Regions from separate parts of the Mus musculus genome. Here region 1 is linked to region 2. Evidence: chromatin contacts called from public Hi-C data. All regions are on one chromosome and are shown on one strand. Each heading gives the region's core, a stretch centred on a gene start, on an enhancer-like site or on the middle of the called end of the contact. The rest is flanking DNA. Distances are from core to core; before and after follow the strand shown.

What was found. A called contact is a pair of places that touch in the nucleus more often than the background predicts.
Region 1: a contact with region 2 is called in a Hi-C map of the G1E-ER4 cell line, with 2.8 times the contacts expected there. The contact joins two enhancer-like sites. A contact is called at or near these places in 1 of 484 Hi-C or Micro-C datasets (the G1E-ER4 cell line), 2 of 115 datasets of contacts at active chromatin or transcription factors (embryonic stem cells and pancreatic cancer cells) and 1 of 9 other capture datasets (embryonic stem cells).

The regions. Positions count from the first base shown.
Region 1 is chr3:51,155,984-51,162,019 of GRCm38.p6, forward strand. No RefSeq gene overlaps it. Among named protein-coding and RNA genes, the nearest start is that of Gm35891, 30 kb to the left of the region's middle. Within about 2 kb of position 1,283, at least 170 of the 459 cell types and tissues checked have an H3K27ac peak or open chromatin away from gene starts, as enhancers often do. A contact at or near this core is called in the G1E-ER4 cell line, where this site is marked.
Region 2 is chr3:50,605,154-50,610,796 of GRCm38.p6, forward strand. No RefSeq gene overlaps it. Among named protein-coding and RNA genes, the nearest start is that of Gm6209, 21 kb to the left of the region's middle. Within about 2 kb of position 2,803, at least 39 of the 459 cell types and tissues checked have an H3K27ac peak or open chromatin away from gene starts, as enhancers often do. A contact at or near this core is called in the G1E-ER4 cell line, where this site is marked.

The DNA of each region.
Region 1 (6,036 bases), core at 33-2,532, 550 kb after region 2:
GGGCAAGGGACAACCATTAATGGCAAAGGCCTGACTCACGTCTCTCTTCCACATATCCTTGAGAGCAACATCCTACAGAAAAAGACAAAAAAAGAAAAAGAAGAAGAAGTAATAGGCAGAAATTAGAGGCATTTTTCTGTGCCTGTGCTACAATTTTTCAGAGAACAAGGCTAGCTAGCTTTCAGAAGGATCAAATAGAATTTGAAAATCACCCTGCTTTATGTGGCAAGAACTTCAAGAATATCAAACATTTCTTGCCATTTGCAAGCAAATGGGTTAGAAGATTTTTTTTTCCCCACGATTATCTCTTCCAGAAAAGAGCAGTTTCAAACCGCAGAAAATGGACGTTACTGAGAAAAATAGCCTGTTTCAGGAGGGCGAGAAAGACCCTGAGATATCTGGGAAACAGAGGTGGCATGGTTTTCTCCTCCCATGCGTAGAAGTTCCAAACGCAGGAGAAGCTCATTTCAAGCAGAAAGCTCTTTCCAAAGCACAAATATTGGAAAAACAGACCAAGACATCAGCGCATTCTAAACACAGCTGTGTTTGCCCACGCCTCCTGCCTGCTAGGTCATGTTTGATTTAACCTGGCAGCTCAGGGGGAGGTGAAAGGCCTCTGACTACCCAACCTACGACTTTACTTCCTCCCGTCATCATTGTTGACGTTGCATATAGCAAACTGACCTCTTATTAAATGTTGCAGCCAACAAACAGGTTTTAATAGTCTTTTGCTTTTTCACACTAAATGTGTTTTCAGATGGCTGTCATTCATATTCATTCCAAGGACCAAGTTGCCCAGCCACCTGCTCTGAGCACGACAAAATGCTCCGCTAGGGGGCGTTGCTGCCTTTCCCAACCCACAAATGAAGCACGTGATCCGAAACTGTGTCCATTAGTTCTGGAAAACAGGATGTAGGCCTGCCAAGCAGTTCAGAGGATGGTTTTAAGCCTTCAGAGTAACCTGAGATGAGGGACCACAGACGGCAGGGAAGTGTAAAACACGGGGCTGTCACCGGGATAATGAAGGGTACCCTGGCTGCACTGGTTATCTTAGCCTGCATCAGGAGCCTAGGGAACAGACAAGAGAGCACTTATGGTACAGTGTCAGCCCATCCCTAGTCAGGGCCCTGAGGGTAAAACCGGCTGAGCATCAGCGTCCAATAGATAACAACAGAAGCCATTATCTCTCCCTGGCTGGGCTGCCAAGTGCAGGGGCCAGGATTGCCTGGTGTTTGCGGTTTCCATAGCAGCGCTGTTTCGTTTCAAGCTGGCAAAGTACACAGAGAGGACAGGATCAACATTGCAGCAAATGACTCGAACAACCTGAGTCCTGAGCCTCGGAGCTCTCAGCAGGCTTTGCCCTTTTGGAGTCAGGGGTGGGGATGAAGATGGATGCTCTCCAAGAGGCGACTGGAAACTAACAGCTCCTTCAATCAAGCTCAGCAGCTGCCTGAGCACTGTCACCCACCCAAGGTCACCACTTGGAGCCTCTCGGCCTCATTTCCCAGAACTCTAGAAGGTGCTGTTAACATGGGAGAGACCCCCACACAGGCAGATAGGCTCCTCTGGCATCTTCTACCTGGCATTTTCTGAAACCTTTCTCCTCCTTCAGCTGGCCAAGGAGACACTTTCTTTCTTTCTTTCTTTCTTTCTTTCTTTCTTTCTTTCTTCCTTCCTTCCTTCCTTTCTCTCTTTCTTTTTTAATTAAATGTTTTCTTCATTACATTTCAGATGAAATCCCCTTTCCTAGTTTCCTCTCCCAAAATCCCCTATACCCTCCTTCCCCCCCTCCCACTCCCCACTGCTCCCCCAAGCCACCCACTCCCACTTCCTGACCCTGGCATTCCCCTATACTGGGGCATATGATCCTTGCCAGACCAAGGGTCTCTCCTCCCATTGATGGCCAACTAGGCCATCCTTTGCTACAGATACAGCTAGAGACACAAGCTCTGAGGGTACTGGTTAGTTCATATTGTTGTTCCTTTTATAGGGCTGCAAAGCCCTTCAGCTCCTTGGGTACTTTCTCTAGCTCCTCATTGGGGACCCTGTGTTCCATCCAATAGATGACTGTGAGCATCCACTTCAGTATTTGCCAGGCACTGGCATAGCCTCACAGGAAACAACTATATCAGGGTCCTGTCAGCAAAATCTTGTTGGCATCTGCAATAGTATCTGGGTTTGGTAGTTGTATAATGGGGTGGATTCCAGGGTGGGGCAGTCTCTGTATGGTCCTTCCTGCCCTCTCAGCTCCGAACTTTGTCTCTGTAACTCCTTCCATGGGTATTTTGTTCCCCCTTCTAAGAAGGAACAAAGTATCCACACTTTGGTCTTCCATCTTCTTGAGCTTCATGAGTTTTGCAAATTGTATCTGTAGCCCTCCCTAGCTGTTCTGAAACTGTCTCTGTAGAGCAAACTTACCTCTAACTCAGAGATCTACTAGCCTTTGGCTCTCAAGTGCTGGGATTAAAGGCGGGTGCCACCACTGCCTGGCTACAAACTACTATTTGCTGCTAAGAGGAGAAAAGGCTTGGTTCCAGCCTTATGCATTTCCCATAGGGTGAGAAATCAATCTAACTGCCTACCGTTTTTTTCCTTCTGACCTGTTGGGTCTTAAGTTATCTTAGAATACAAAGTGTCTCTGACATTAAAGATACTGGGAAGGCCTTGTTTGAAAGTATGTTTTACTTCATTTATGTGTGGGTGTGCATCTGGGCAGTTTAGCAGATGCTAAATTGATCCTCCTATCTCAGCTTCCTCAACGCTGGGATTACAATGTGCTGTATTTTATGTTCCCGGATTTTTATGTTCCTGCTGGGGACCCATACCCAGGTCCTGTGCTTTCCTGCTGAGCCATCTCCCCAGTCCGTACTTTAAAGATTCCTAATGATGATCATGCCTTCACACTGACGAGTAAGACAGAATTAGAGGAGCCATTAAGCTTTGAGTTGGTGAGAGGCTTCACAGCCAGGTTGAGGATGAGAAGTCACAAGCTCCAAACCCCAGCCACAAATCCAAACCTGAGGAACTGCCTTTTTTCCTCATCAGGGGACTTAATGCAAATACATCCAGGCTGCCTTCCTCTTTCCTGTTCTGCTGTGGTCCTACTTCAGCATATGGGTGAAGCCAGACACAACGCAGAAACTCAAAGCCATTCCCTCCGTGAATATGTGCACATGTTTCTTTAAACTAATAGCCTTAAATGCTTTGGGCCTTAAAAGCTTTTTATTCAGATATATATATATTCCGCTAGGTCTAAATGTCAAAATTAAAAGGGATTGGAAGACAGAGCCAATATGGAAGGAAGGAGTTGCAAAAAAAAAAAAAAAAAAAAAAATCCACTTATTGAACCCAGCAAGGTAAACACAGGACAGATGTCTGAAGGATTGATTTTAGCTTTGATCAAAAGTCAGACTTCATTGATCTTTGTTTCTCTGAATCACGAGCAGTTGCCAGGCACACTCTAGGTACTCATAATTATGCGTTGAATTAATGATGTGCCCTGAGCTCAGCATCAGAATAAAGAGCCTGGAATGGAACTGGAAGGCTGAGCCTCTTGCTGCTTGACCCCTGACCCCTCCTGCAGAGTCCTGGTGGGGAGCCCAGCCACTAAGCACCCTGATTTCATGGGTGGTTGTCCTCTCGCAGCAGTAGATGCTGGCAAACAAGGCAGGGCATGCCTTGAAGGGGAAGAAGCAACAATTTCTACCCTTTATTCTGAGATAGGTGTGGGCTTACTCGTCCTAATTATGAGCTGAAAACAGAATGGCTTCTGTCCCTGCAATCCCTCAGGAAACAAACCTGTCACCACCCATACCATCTCGTGTTCATGTGCAGCCCTGGGTCTGAGTTGGCACTAGGCACGCTCAGGATTGATTCAGTCAAAGAAAATGAAATATAACAACGGGCTTCCATCCCCGATTTGACCGTTCAGTGTTAACCATCATGGAAGGACTTATTTAACATCGAATTTATTCTCCAGATTTATAACATGTACAAAGCTCAGAGAGGCGAAGTGGCTTGCCCAGAATCACACAGCTAGCAAGAGCTGGAGCCAAATCTGAAATGAGGTCTGGCTGACTGAGTTCCAGCCGCGCTCATTCCCTTCACATTAAGCTGTTCCCTCCAGCCTAAGGCGAGAGACACTGCTCGCTGTATAAATGATAAATGAGTCCACAGAAGTGTTGCAACTGCCACTTCCAGACAGGCAGGAGGGGAAAGAGTATCAGAAGTGCTGGTGATCTTTTTCAATGCTTTTGGATAGGCAAAACATTTGCAGGTTTTAAATTAAAAACAAACAAACAAACAAAAAACCCTACAGGGCCAGAATGAAACAACTTATTCTGCCTTATCCTCAGTCTGTTCTCCAGAAGGTAAACTTTAATCAGATCATCAAGTATCTTCCAGCCTTCCTTTATGCAAATACAGTGAGTATGAATCGTGTGTGTGTGTGTGTGTGTGTGTGTGTGTGTGTGTGTGTGTGTGTGTGTGCGCGCGCTCGTGGATGAAGACGGTCTCACGTAGCCGAGTCTGGCCTTGAATTCACTATGTAGCTGAGTCTTGCCTTGATTCTCCTGCCCCCTCCTCTCAAGTGGCAGGGTTACAGGCATATGCTGCCACATACATCTGAACGCAGTACGTTCTAGGATTGTTCTGTGCCTTGCTGGTTTTCCCCATTCGCTCTTGCATTTAAGCAAAGTCAGTCCTTCCACCGCAATTCACAGGGACCTTCATTATCTTCCGTTCTACATTGTGCCGTAGCTCTGATGCCACTGTACTGATGCACTCAGAGCTTAATCAGTTAAACAGTAATGAGCGGTTAATTGTTTCTGATCTTCTGCCATTGAGCACTGTGGTGTTAAAAGCTGAAATCCAGCCATGGTGTACACGCCTTGAATCCTAGCATTCAGGAGACACAGCCTCGCAGATCTCTGAGTTCAAGGTCAATCTACACAACAAGTTCCAGGACAGTCAAGCTTAGGCATTGAAGGATCTGGAAAACAGAAAGCTGAGGTAGTGTTCCAGTTCCAGCAAGCAGCAGAATTTGGCAGCTTACGGCATGTGTCTCTGGCTTTAGAGTCAAGAATAGAAGGGACTACTGGGACAATTGAAGCTGGTTAGCTGGAACTAAGAAATTAGCAGTGATTAAGAAAAAAAAACCAGCATCACTGAGAAGAATTCTTCTGCAACGTGCTTTTTTGAGAACACAAGGAAGCTGTGTTCCAGAGATAGCCAAAGTTGTACCTCCTGCTGCAGCTGTACTTGGTAATGTGTAAGAGTCACGAAGGTGGTACTGGTGGTATGAAGGGGTCATAGAGAGTAGTTGAGGCTTGGCACTGTGAGAGGCCATGGAAGGCCATTGGTGAAGGTGCAGCCGGCACATGCAAAGAAGAGGCTTGGCACCATGCAGAGAGCCTATGAGAGGCTATTGGTGAAGCCTATTTGCAGCAGAAGTCTCCAGCGAATTGGAGATGCCATTACCATGGGATGATCACCAAGAAGAGTGGAGTGGAGTCAACCTGAGCTTAGAGTGCTACAGAGGGCAGAGCTGGCGAAGTGACACCAGCCCTTTGGAGGAGCCCAGAAGATCATGTGTAGATCCCAGACATTTGAAGCTGTAACACTAAAGTTACCGTAGAGACCCCAAAATGTTAGAGATGCCAGAGCCATGGAATACCTGCCAAGGAAAGCTGCTAACAGGGAATGGACCCAGTCCAGGAGAAAGAAGTTTGTTGCAGTCAACAAAGATGAAAGGAGTTGGAGATCTGAAAAGCACTTTGACATCAGACATGGAGATGCAAAGTTTGGAGTTTGCCCAGCTAGATTCCGGGGTCTTGTTTGGTCCAGAATTTCCTCACTATGACATTTTTTAATAGTAATGTATATCCTGCGATGTTTAAGGTATGTGATCTGCTCTTCGATTTGACTTTATAGGGGATCACAGTTAAGTGACTGAATTAATCTCAGAAAATACTTTGGACTTTGGACATTGTTGAGACTGTTATAAACTGTGAAGAGTTTTTAAGTTGAACTAAATAT
Region 2 (5,643 bases), core at 1,553-4,052:
CTGCTCTCTGCCAGGTTCTCTGATAGATGCTGGGTAAATAGACTTGAACCAATCGGTCTCTGGCACCCAAGAAATCTTCATGATGGTGAAGAAGAGACAAGGAGATAAAGTAAGGGGAATAATAGCTGTGATTGATTGAGCAGCAGCACAGAGCAGGGAAAGAAAGGGAACCGCAAGACACAATACCCAATAAAGAGCAAGGGAGGGTGGGGTGGATAAAACCAGAGGTCATCTCATCAAGTGAGGTAAGGTAGATGCAGAAAGACAAGTACTGCATGTTGCATTTCCCCTCATATGTAAAAATGTAAGACAATAGCACCATAGTGAAAACAGAATGGATTCAAGGAAAGAGAAAGAGAATGAAAAATGAGAGGGGCAGATTGACTGAAGCATGACAATAAGTATCACAGTGAATCCATTAATATTTATAACTGTATAAATTAATAATTATGAAGGGCAAAGAGAAGGCGGGAAAAGAGCACTACACGTGTCATAAGACCATGGAGGCTCAAGAAATAGCATCTCTTCTGACACCAAGAACCTAGGGAGAAATAACCCAGGATAAGAGCAGAGAAGAGCTGGTGTGTGCTCAAAGTTTGTGTCCCTGAGATTCATGCTGAGCTCCTGCTCCCTGGGATGGTGATGGTAGGAAGGACCTTGGGAGGTGGTTAAGTCCCAAGCATGGAGGTGAATGGGTAACTGTTCTTATGAAAGAGTCGCCTAAATCTCTCAAGTCTCTTTCCGTAGTGTGATGACTAAGAAGTCAGTCATCTGCACTCCAGGATAGAACACTTCCCCAAAACGCATGACATCCTACCTCAAGCTTACAACAGCCTAAACTAAGATACACTCAAGACAAGAGATTATAAATGCTCTATTGCACACATTACTGCCCATCCCGTTTTCAATACTGTGAGCCTATTGCTTATACCAAATCTAATAGCTGTTTTAGTATTTTGAAGCCCATGACTGACTCATGGTGATGATGTCAGTCTGTGAGGAATATAAAAGTACAAATGCTGTGATTAGAAACAGCAGCTGTCAGAGGCTCAGCTTGGTCTTCACATGGGTCTCGAACATCTGGAGCAGAGACTGTCCCAAAAGCTGTTGCTTGTAGGTGGCATATGTTCTTTTGGCCAGGCTGATTTGTCTGGCCTCAATGGGAGAGGAAGTGCCTAGCCTTGCAGAGACTTGAAGTACCAGAGTGTCAGGATACCCACAGGGGGCTCACATGCTCAGAAGAGAAGGAAATGGAGGAAGGATTGTGGTAGGGGGCAACAGGGAGGGGGCAGTGAGCAGGATATAAAGTAAATATGTTTTTTTTAAGTTCAATTAAATAAAAAAAAATATAGCAGCTATCCCCTTTCACTATCTTCAACACCTAATGTTACTCTAAAAGTTTTAATGTATAATACAATATTGGTTCTGTACCTTCAGGTACAAGAACTACATGGATTTAAAGTTACTCACTTTTTACTGAATTATTGACCTTGCAAAGATGATCCTGGGAAGATATTTCTTCTCAGTGACAGCAATATTGAGATTTTGTTTTAGTCAATATAAACATCTTTCTGAAGCTAACAGTGGCTTTAGAACAATTGTTTCTCATTCACTCCCTTATTCAGATCAGTTTTCTCATTCCCTTTACAAAAGATAGACTGGACAGCCTTAACTAGCAGGCTGGAATAGGTCACTGTGAAGCACACATACACACACGTGTGTAAATATGTATGTGAAGCCACACAAGAGACTGAGATACCTTGGACTGTTCCAGAACAATTTCAGAATATAAGTATGCACCTAAATATTGGCAAGTGAACAGCAAGCGAGAAAGAGAAGCCCCCTGGTCATGGTGCTCTGATGTTCTTCCACTCTCTAAGCAACATTTGCATCAGCCTGCCTACTCTGGGAGTGTTCAAGTGCCCCCAATCAAAGAGCAAAGCTAGTGTGCCTGTATTTGCAAGTGTCCCCTTACCTTAAGAAAAGCCCTCCCTGGCTTCTCTGCCCTCTGCTTGGCTCCTGAAACCCTGTGAATCCTGCTGCTGAAGCTCCTGTTTGCTCTCAGAACTGTTTGATCACTCAAGGACACAACAGAACAGCATGCAGCTCTTGCCTTTTTGGCACGGGCTTGAAGTTCAGCAGTAGGTGGTTTCTCACCAGTTTGGCTTGCTTTAGGACAATGAGTGACAAGATGTTAGTTCACACAGCATGACTTATGTAACTTACAAAAGGAAAAAGATCAAGCTGGAGGTTTGTTCAGCAAATCAGCAAGATTTTTGAAAACAAGAATAAAAGTCTTTTCCCTGTGTCCCAAGATAAAGAGGATTTGGCCCAACTACTAAAGGGAGACTCAGGGCAGAAATGAGAGAATCTGTAGAATGCCCTTTGAGGTTAATGCCATTCAAAACAGCCAGACCAGGTCCCCTGAAGATGTCTTTTGTAAGCAGAGAAGTTGCAAGCAAAATATTATTTGTCAAGGTGTTGACTCACTAAAACAGTCATATGACTATAAGCAATTTAAATCTAAAAAAAAAAAAAAAAGTCTACCTTAGTACATCCAAAGCTACATGTAATAATTTTGTTGAATCCTGATGAAATTCACGTAAACGTTTGCCTCTTGCTTAGAGGAAATTTTGGCCCCACGGAAAATTCACTGCCAGAAAGAAAAACATCACTTAACAGGGGAGCCCGTGGCTATTCTTGAACTTGGGAAAGAGCGTTTTTGTGGTTCCCCTTGTGACTTGTTGGTATGGCGTGGGAAGATGCATGACTGTTTCTGAAACACAAGGTCAGGATGTCTCAAGGAGCCATGACAAACTCTGCACCCTGACCTCTTCCTCTTTATTGCTTAGGCAGAACAGTCACACTGCAAATAAAGTTGCCAGAATTGTCCAGCGTTTGTTTTTTTCTCAGAAGAGGAGGAGGAGAGGAGAGAGAGAAGGAGGAGAGGAAGGAAGAAGGAGAGGAGGAGGCAAAGTAGCAGAGCCACTCTTTGTAAGGGTCTGCAAGGCTAATCTCAGTATGCATTCCTTTTATGTCTGAGTCTGCTTCTTTCAGCTTTAAGAAGCTGGGTTTCACCAGCAGCTTTACTCCTTTCCCCTTTACTCACCTGATACCATCAGCTGCCTGCCGGCACAGCTATGAGCAGGCCAGATTACTCCACCCCCATCTCTACAAATACTGAAAATACCTACCTATATATCTTTGAAACATAGGAAAACACAATTTTATAATTTCATTTCAGAGAAGTAGGACCAGAACATTGAAAATCAACCAATCTTTGGCCAACTAAGCCAGTGTACATGCTACGCAGTACAGGGTTATAGGCTTTGGTTTGGTTTGGTTTGGTTTTTTGAGACAGGGGTTTATTGCATAGGCCTGACTTGCTATACTAACCAAGCCTCGACCTTAAGACAGTCCTTCAGCTCTGATTCCCAAGAGCCGGATTACAGGGATATGTCACTGTGCCTGGGTAAGAGTCTATATATTTCATATGTGAAAATATTTAAAAGATTGACTATCGTCACCAAAGCACGGAAGTTGGGCTTTCATTGTGAATTGTGGAGAACTATGCTTGCGATCAAAGAAGTGGGCAATCTCCAACTTGAGCATCTGAAATTCTGCATTATGATAGCTGCTGTATTTACTTCACTGAGAAGTTGCCAAGTTCTGCTCGTGCAATGAAGGTAAGGGCGTGTGGAAATTGTAACATATTCAGAATGGTTAGATTCTGAGTGTATAACGATAGCATGATGATTTTGTCAGGTTGAGGTGAAAGATGCCTGCCTCATTCATTCGTTCCTATTTTCAATTTCTGTAAAGAATAATTTTCAAAGCTTAAGTCATGATCTGCTCTATAGTCCTCACTTCTATTCTGCATCCCTCTTATGTCATATACGTTCATACTTTCAGATTGAAGGAGAACATTAACCAACTTATAGACACTAAAGATAAATTTGTACACAAGGGAATTCAAATACAGCTACATGACAAAATGGCCAATGCTATTGCCCAGAAGTCTCCTTTGTAACCTCAATAAAATTATAGGCATACAATAGTGAGGATTCATCCTTAGTCTTCTGGGTTCTCGGTGGCCAAGAATACTTTTTAGGGCGATTAACACCAGAGTCATCAATCTCTAATGGGTATCTGAATGCCCACAAGTTCAGGGAGTCTTCTGACCATGAGAGTTAACAGTAACAATCAGCTCTGGCCACCTGTATTATTTGTGTTTGAAAAGTGTCCATGTTGACTGAACAAACACTCTCAGGCACCACACATCTGTGGTCTGCAGGGCTACTTTCATCACACTGAGCCTGTTCTTTGAGAGCGACTGGCTTCATGCTGAACTCAGCATGAGGACAACAGGGCAGGACACCAATTAGTGAAGGCATTTGCACCAGCCTGACAGGACCACTGTGCGGGGAAGTTCACTGGAGCCTATACAAGAGCAGAAGCATGTCCTTCGGCAGTAAATAATTAAACTGAAAGGGAAAGGCGTTATGCTTCATAGGCGGAGATTTGATTTATGTTCAGGAAAATCCGCAGCCTTCAGAAATCTGATCAGTTACCAGTCCCACATGATCTTGACAAAGCCGCTAGGAACTGCACCGGTTCCCTTGTACTATACTTTCTCTGTCATCTAAATTCAGTTTTTGACCTTCAGCAGGGCAGACATGAAAACACAGGTCAGGCTGTGAGCCAGCACAGTGCTGAGTAGAAGTTGTCAGGAGCCCATCTCTACTTCTTGAAAACAAACACGCGCCATCATGATTTGCTCTCCTGGCCAGTGCTCACGTCAATTTTGTAGCTTCCAAGTTTTCATTTAACCATAATGATTAATTTTTCTATTTTCTAGATTTGCAGAACTAAAAATAAAGATAAGGTAACTAGCCAAGTACCGAATGTAATTTTCTCTAGCACATAAATTTTGCCTTTAGTCCAGTCTATAGATCTAATTCCCACTTAGTCTGTTTCCATTCAAGTTGTTCTAGAAAAGACAAAGAAAAGATCAGAAGCCAAATCTCCTGTCTGATAACATTCTTCGAAACTTTAAACAGCTTTAAGAGAGTTGGCCTCAAACCCAAACATTAACTTGATCGCTCAATTTTAATGAGGTCAAGCAAGCTGCTGAGCACCTGGCTGGTACTCAAGGTCCTGCCCTGAGTGGTGAGGGCCACCTTGTTCTTACCAAGAATGTAAGAGGTAGTGACAGGTGATAATGTAATGCAGAAAGCTGTTGCCCAGGTCACTTCATCTTTGAACCCCACTGGATTCCCAGAGGCAATGGCATAGGTTCTAGCTAGGCATCAGCAGTTTTCTCATTATCTAAGGAGCTGAAGAAGACTTTTTGCAGAGAATAATTTTTTAAAAAAATTAGGAGGACCCGTAATATGTATGGATTTGCCAGCCTAAGGAAGGAAGGAAGGAAGGAAGGAAGGAAGGAAGGAAGGAAGGAAGGAAGGAAGGAAGGAAGGAAGGAAGGAAGGAAGGAAGGAAAACTTCTAGAAATTTTGAGCAGAGATCTGGAGGCGATACTGCAGTGACTATCTGTATTACGCCATTTAAATCAGGGTACTCATTGCACACTATTTACTGTGAAAGCATTCAAGCCCCTTCTAACCTCTTGAAAGGCATAGTACA